Linked DNA regions of Capra hircus: region 2 is linked to region 1. A link is a contact called in public Hi-C data. All regions are on one chromosome and are shown on one strand. Each heading gives the region's core, a stretch centred on a gene start, on an enhancer-like site or on the middle of the called end of the contact. The rest is flanking DNA. Distances are from core to core; before and after follow the strand shown.

Region 1 (4,015 bases), core at 584-3,083:
GCGCTTATGAGAGGAAAGGAAGAGGGGACGGAGGTGGGGGTCACATACATTGATTGATACTTGATGTCTTACTCAGTACAAAGAACAGTTTTAGAGCCCAACATGAGGAAAATTTTGGATAGTCAGGGGTTGAATTTGTGTTGTTTTATCTCTTCTCTTAGCTGTTGTATGACCCTGTGTCATTTTATTTATGTTTCATTTTCCTATCCGTAAAAAAGGAATAATTCTTGTTCCCTTGGGCTTTTTCCTAGTCATTGAAAATGAATGAGTTAGGCCACAGTATACAAAAGGAAAATATGTAATATTTCATAAGATAATAAAAGTTGTGAAATATCTGAGCATCTTTATATAACAGCATTGTAGAAAACTTTTAATGAAACATTTAAATTCATTAATGAGTACAGCTATACAGATCCTCAGACCTCATTTTTTAAGTGGCAGAAACTTGAAAAAAAAAAATTAAAAGAGGATGTAGTTAGCTTTCAATTACTTAGGAGGACCCGACAACTCAATTTACGGATTACAAAGAATTTTAATTTACTCATTTCACACGTCGTTATCAACTCTACAAGAAGTTTAAAAGGACAAAGGATGAAAGTCGAATTGGTCAGTTTCCGTGTTATTTCCAAGGGGGCATGGAGCCGGGGTGAGGGGGGAATTTCCTTTGAGTCAAGACTGGGGGCAGCCAATAATTGCTAATATTGCCTGACTGGTAATAACAGGCTGACGAGAAGGTGAATACAACGTGAAAACTCTGATTACATCTAGCGCGCCTTCCCACCCTCGCTCTTAGATGAGGCATTTTCTTCTCTCTCCCGCCCTCACAGAAGGGGCTGAGACAGCATCTGGCATCACAATACTAACATTTGTTTCGTGATTTCCTCTTTACTGGGCACTCTGACACACATCACTTCTTCGGCATCAGGATTCACTGGAACCTTTCTGCATTTTTTAAAACATAAAAATCTGCCAGGGGATCTGGGGGCCGATCTTTTCACCGGCTGTGACAATCGCGATCTGGACCCCTCCCCCGAGCGAGCGGAGCTCTCCGGGTTTTATTCCAGGCCTGTGACACCTCCGTGAAGCCGCCGTTGTGACTCATATCTTGCAGATCCTGCGCCCCCAACATCCAAACCCCAGAGAATCCAGCCCGATCCCACAGCGCGTGGTCAACCCGCCCAAGCCGACTTGGAGGTCTCGCGTCTGAGTCAGACATAAAGACCACCCTCGTCGGCATCCTCCCCCTGCCCCCCCCACACAGTCGCTCACACCCCGGCGCGCCGGCCGCCGGGCCTCGGGGCCTGACACACCAACGGCTGTCTTCTCTGCGCAACTTGTTATGCTCCAGCTCTTAGCCCTTGACCCAAAAACCCCGAGAAATGGAGAGCCGCAGAGCCGGCCTCGGGCGGCCTTTGAAGGCTTTGTTATTGTTTGGGTTTGAATCGATACGCCCCTCCCCATCCTTCCTCCCTCGCGGCTCAACACCCGGCTCCCGCCTCCCCGCACGCCCCAGCGCCCCTCCCCCTCCATTTTGGCGCCTTTTCCTTCCCGCCACGTCGTGGCGGCGTAGAGACCATTCTGACCGCGAGAGCCGGGGCGGGGCGTGGGCGGGGCGCGCGCCGCGTTATGCAGATGAGCCGGCCTCTGGTTGGCTGGAGGCGCGCCGGCGGGGGCGGGGGCGGGGCGCGGCCACGGAGGGCGAGCGGGGAGGGGGGGTGCGGAGGGGAGTCGCCCTGTCCCGCCGCTCCCCCACCCCCTCTCCTCCCTCCGCCGGCCCGGCCGCCCGGCTTCCCCCGCCTAGGCCTCCCGGAGAGGCCCCGCCCCATCCCCGCCCGCCCGCGCGCCCCCTCCCCGCCGGCGCGCTCCGCCCCTTTTACTCCTGGCGGCAGGGCGAGCCGGGCGTCTGCTGCAGCGGCCGCGGTGGCGGAGGAGGCCGGAGAGGACTTGGCGGCGGCGGCGGTGGCGGGACCGGCAACAGCAGCAGCAGCTACAGCTACACACTCCCTGTGCCGCAGCGCTGCCACACCAGCCCCTCGAGCCGCCCACCCTGCCGCCCGCGGCGCTGCCTGACCCTGCCGGCGTGTCCGTCAGCCGCCAGCGCCCCCAGTCGTCCTCCGACTCGCCCTCGGCCTTCCGCGCCAGCCGCAGCCGCAGCCGCAACGCCACCCGCAGCCTCAGCCCCGGCCTTAGGCACAGCCGCCGGCGCAGCCCTAGTCCCTACTGCAGTAGCTCCTCCAGACACAGCCTCTGCGCCGACACCCTGGAGGTGGGGATGCTCTTGTCCAAAATCAACTCGCTTGCCCACCTGCGCGCCGCGCCCTGCAGCGACCTGCACGCCACCAAGCTGGCGCCGGGTAAGTGCCTCTCTCCCACCAACCCTGGATGGAGGTGGGGGGCGGCTGGACCTCGAGGGTGGAAGCTGGGGGGCTCGCGGGACGTCACTGAGTCTCCTGGGACTCTCCCTTTCCTATAGGCAAGGAGAAGGAGCCCCTGGAGTCGCAGTACCAGGTGGGCCCGCTCCTGGGCAGCGGCGGCTTCGGCTCGGTGTACTCAGGCATTCGTGTCGCCGACAACTTGCCGGTGAGTGGGCGCCCGGCTTGCGAGGAGGGCGCGCCGGCCGGGGGCACGCCGGTGTGTTTGCCCCCCGGCGAGGGAATCTCTAACAGAGACTCTATGGGGGGGCTTTCCAGGTGGCCATCAAGCACGTGGAGAAGGACCGGATTTCCGACTGGGGAGAGCTGGTGAGTATCCTGGAGGTAGCGACCCCCCGGGATGGGTGGAGTGGGGCACCCTGTGACCCGCCCCCGCCCTAACTGCAGCCCCCCTCGCCCCTCTGCAGCCTAATGGCACCCGAGTGCCCATGGAAGTGGTTCTGCTGAAGAAGGTGAGCTCGGGCTTCTCCGGCGTCATTAGGCTCCTGGACTGGTTCGAGAGGCCCGACAGTTTCGTCCTGATCCTGGAGAGGCCGGAGCCGGTGCAAGACCTCTTCGACTTTATCACGGAAAGAGGGGCCCTGCAGGAGGAGCTGGCCCGCAGCTTCTTCTGGCAGGTGCTGGAGGCGGTGCGGCACTGCCACGACTGCGGGGTGCTTCACCGCGACATCAAGGACGAGAACATCCTTATCGACCTCAATCGCGGCGAGCTCAAGCTCATCGACTTCGGGTCGGGGGCGCTGCTCAAGGACACCGTCTACACGGACTTCGATGGTGAGTCAGGCCTGAGGGGGAGCTCCCCGGGAGGGGAACTGCCCAGGTGACTCGGCCTGGCCTGGAGGCCTCGGCAGGCTTCCCTCCCGGCCCTTTGTAAAGGTCATCGGGCCGCCTGGCTCGATGCTAGCAGGGGTGGGGCGAAGGAGGGCTTCCCAGGGTAGGAAAGCTGGGAATTTCGAGCCAGCTGAACCTGTAATGTCTCTGGCATGATTTTATTTTTTAAGTGAAATTCAGTGGGTTCCAAGCTTTCCCCATGAATAAGAGGTTGTGGGCAACCGGCCGTAGCCCAGATTTCTGAAGTCTGACCCAGTTTCCCCGCCGGTAGAAGGATGAGAGGGAGGGGACAGGGGGAGGAGAGAGCGGGAGAGATGAAAATTGATTGCCGGTTTTGTCATTTTTGTTTTGATTTATAAGGGAGTTTTCGGTTGAGGTAGTTTTCAGAGCTGCAGTGTGTGTGTGTGTGTGTGTGTGTGTGTGTGTGTGTGTGTGTGTTTTCCCCTCCCCTTTGATCTAGGGACGAATAAGGAAGAGAAGAGTAGTTTTACTAAATAATTCATTTTGTTGATTCTTGTTATTATTATTTTATCTTGGTGGTGATGTGGAGTGAGGGAGTCGGGAATGAATGTTGTGAAATAGGATCTCTTGCTGGTTTGAAAATTAGTTGGGTGTCTCCACAGAGAGGATGAAAACCTATCCTAGGGAGGGGCTTGGAGCGGGTTCTTTCAGAAAAGATGGAATGGAGAGCTCGGAGATCAAAGCAGAGGAGGGTGGGTCATCATCTGAGCGGCTTAACCTAACAAACGACA
Region 2 (3,658 bases), core at 753-3,252, 100 kb before region 1:
TCAGAGCGCCAGCGTCCCCTACTGTAAATGCGCTCTCCGCACGGCACGATGCAGCCAGCCAGTTACCATCCGTGCAGAGAGGCACCGGCCCTCTAGTACGGGGAGCTGGGGGGGCCTGAGGGGGCACAGGGAGCTATGTTGTAGAAGAGCTCTCACCCTCTGAGCTGTCTCAGGCGGCCTGGTGAGTGGAAAATGGGCATCTTCTGGGCACATAGGACTGCCTGCCTCAACAGTGGCTGCTGTTTGCTTCATTTCTAGAGTGGACACAAGCTTCTCTCTGGAGACTGGGGTGGGGGTGCGCCTCTCTCCTTCGCAGACACATCCGAGGACTGCTGCTGCAGAAAGAAGGGGCAGTACCCAGGGACAAACCGCATGCAAGGCGCCCAGCCCTAGGAGGGACTGAGAGACCCTCAGGGGCTATGCTTTGGTACAGACGTGTCAATAGCTATGGCGCCGGAATCTGGCCGGGCCATTCCCCTGCTGGAAGCTTTCCATGGCTCCCCACTGCCTGCAGGGACGAAGTCCAGACCCTGTGGCCCGTGTGTAAGGCCCTCTGCCCAGGGTCTCAACTCTCCCCTCCAGCGCCTCCTCTGTGCTTTGCTCTATTTGACCTCTGCCTCCTTCACCCAGCCATCTCCGGCTCACAGGCTTTGACCCAGCAGGGGCTGAATCTCTTGGGCAAGTTGTCCCTGCCCCCAACTCCAGTCTAGATGGGTTAGGGGCTGCCTCTGCGACCTCACCGGGAGCATCTCTCCTGGGACCCTTACCTACATCGCCTAGTTGCTGCCTGGTCTCTTGATCATCACCCAGCCGGGGATAGAAACTGTGGGCTTGGCATATCTGAGAGAACGTTTGGTAAAGGAAGAAATGAGCACATGAGTGAATTCAGTGCTATCTGCCAGGCGGTGTGGCAGAGAGCCCCACATGCCCACAGGCCCAGACATCCACGTGTGGATGTGTCCGCCCCCATGCAGTGGGAGGAGACACGTGCTTGCTTGTCATGGTGTCCCTGTTGAGTGTGTGCGTGCGTGCGTGTGGGTCCCTGCATTAATCAGCCCTGTGCGTGCGTGCGTGTGGGTCCCTGCATTAATCAGCCCTGTGCGTGCGTGTGTGTGGGTCCCTGCATTAATCAGCCAGTATTGCGGCTGGTGTCCTTCTGGCCAGCAGGTGGCGCTGCGGCCCTCCACGGCAGCGTGTGTCCATCCTGACTGCCACTGGCTGTCATCACCGGAGGGAGCCTGCCTCCCTTATCCTACAAGGGGCCAGGCCCGCTGGGTCTCCTGGGGAATCAGTCTTGATCTTCCGATTGAGCAGCCAGGGCTCTGATGCCACAGTATGCGAACTCCGGTTCAACCCATATCCGTGGCACGGTGAACGCCCAGCGCCAACCTGGACCCTCACAGGAGAGCCTGAAGTCCAGGCGGCTGTGGAGCACAAAGGTTGAAATAAAAGTATGTGCTCAAAAAAAATAATAATAAAATATGGTCTCAGAGTCCCAGCTCTTAAGTGGAAATCATGGCAATGTATAAGATGACATAATTGAGGTAAACCAAGGACCACGGCAGGGCTGTATCATACTCTCAAACTGTAGCCCTGGAGGGCTTGCTAAAACATGGATTCCTGGGCTTCACCTTCCAGATTCTCAGATTCAGAGGGTCTGGGTTGGGGCCTGTGAATCTGTATTTCTAACAAGTTCCTGGGTGGGTGCTGATGCCACTGGTATGGGGACCACATTTTGAGAACCCCTGGGTACATACTGAGGGGAGACACAAGGTTATAAATGCAGCAGGCTTCTGGTGAGACGTGATGGAGGCAGAGGTGATGAAGGGGCAAACTCCAGGCGCTACAGGGCCAAGGAGAGGGGGCAGATCCCCGTGGCCTGGGCAGTAGGAAGGGGAGTGGACCCGGCTGTGCTCACTCCCACCACCGTTCTCAGCTCTGCCCCTGGGCAGTCGCGCTGGAGGAAGTGAGCCCAGCGGCCGGCTGTCCGGTTGGCGGGGCACCAGGCTTGCTCCACTCCACGTGGCTGCTGCCTTTCCCCGAAAGGGATGGGTCAGTTGGTTCTCTGCTCCAGGCCTGGCCTCTGCTGTGCTTCCTCAGCTTCTGGGAACTCGCATTTCCTTTCTGTTTCTTTTTTTAATACTGCTTTCAAATCCAATTATCATGAAGGCAAAGCATGTCCATCTTCGAACATCCATACAAAGCAGAAAAGTATAAAGAAGAAAGCGAAGTTTCTTCTTCAATGGAAGTTCCAGTCACTCAGAGGTAGTCGCCGTCTACTTCCTTCCTTGTACGGGTGTCTCCTGCACAATATTCTATCCGCTTGATATTGCAGCATGAGTGTTGTCCTTTGACGTGAACGTCCTTAGGAAACATGAACTTAAGGGCAGCGCAAGTGCACAGGTGAAGCTCTTGATGCAGTAACCGTGACCAGCGTTTCAGGTGACTTCTCCAGGGGAACCTCCCAGAAAGGGACTCGCTGGGTCAAAGGGCATGAAAATTTTAAGACTCTTGATACATATGAACCATGTGCTCCCCAAAAACATTGTGCAGGTTGGTGGCCCGGCCCAGGGTGGGAGGGGAATGATAGCTGCTGGGCCCAATTCACAATGTTTGAAATGAAATGAGGAGGCCCATGCGGCCACACGGTGGGCTGGAAGAAGGGCCTGGCACTGTCCAGCCTCCACAGCTGCCTGGGCAGTGCCATGCCCCATGCCATGCTTCCGGTGGAGGGTGTGGCACCTCTGATGGGGCCTGGCCTGGGCAGAGATGCCCTCCTGTCCTGGAGCCAGCGTGGGACTAGTTTCAGAACATCAGAAATGACCACTTCTGGGACTTCCTTGTTGGTCCAGTAGTTAAGACTGTGCTCCCAGTGTGGAGAAGGCAATGGCACCCCACTCCAGTGCTCTTGCCTGGAAAATCCCATGGACGGAGGAGCCTGGTGGGCTGCAGTCCATGAGGTCGCTAAGAGTCAGACACGACTGAGCGACTTCACTTTCTCTTTTCACCTTCATGCATTGGAGAAGGAAATGGCAACCCACTCCACTGTTCTTGCCTGGAGAATCCCAGGGACGGAGAGCCTGGTGGGCTGCCGTCTATGGGGTCGCACAGAGTCGGACACGACTGAAGCGGCTTAGCAGCAGCAGCAGCAGCAGCAGCTCCCAGGGTGTGGGGCCTGGGTTCAGTCACTGGTCAGGGAACTAGATCCCACATGCCGCACAGCTTGACCTAAAAACAAATGACCACTTCTTCCCACCTCACCACCACCAACCTGGCCCATCTCCGCCAGGATGGTCTCGGTAGCCCCCCATTGTCTCCCTGTCCCCATCCGTCCCTGCCGCGTTAGTCTGTCTCCATAGCAGCCAGAGAGATCCTTTTCAAACCTAAGTCAAGTTGGGTTACTCTTTAGCTCAAAACCTTCCAGTGGCTCCCATCTCACTCAGGGTTAAAAGCAAAGACCTCACTGTGACCTCCAAGGCCTTTAGGATCTGTCCCTCCCCTACTCCCATTAGCTCTCTGACCTCGCTTCCCACCACTCCCTCCCTTACCTGCTCAGCTGCCCAATGCTCCTCAGAACAACCCATCATACTCCTGCCGCAGGGCCTTTGCACTGCCGTTCCCTCTGCCTCAGCTAGCCACGCTTCCTCAGCCATGCACA

What was found. A called contact is a pair of places that touch in the nucleus more often than the background predicts.
Region 2: a Hi-C map of blood shows a contact between it and region 1, with 5 times the contacts expected there. The contact joins the enhancer-like site here to the promoter of PIM1 in region 1. A contact is called at or near these places in 2 of 5 Hi-C or Micro-C datasets (both in blood).

What each region holds. Positions count from the first base shown.
Region 1 is chr23:37,691,283-37,695,297 of ARS1.2, reverse strand. PIM1 (serine/threonine-protein kinase pim-1) reads left to right here and starts at 1,833. Exons shown (of 6, transcript XM_018039243.1): 1 at 1,833-2,354; 2 at 2,474-2,580; 3 at 2,691-2,741; 4 at 2,840-3,206. The coding sequence starts at 2,273.
Region 2 is chr23:37,794,200-37,797,857 of ARS1.2, reverse strand. No RefSeq gene overlaps it. Among named protein-coding and RNA genes, the nearest start is that of FGD2, 48 kb to the left of the region's middle. Within about 2 kb of position 2,002, at least 3 of the 5 cell types and tissues checked have an H3K27ac peak or open chromatin away from gene starts, as enhancers often do.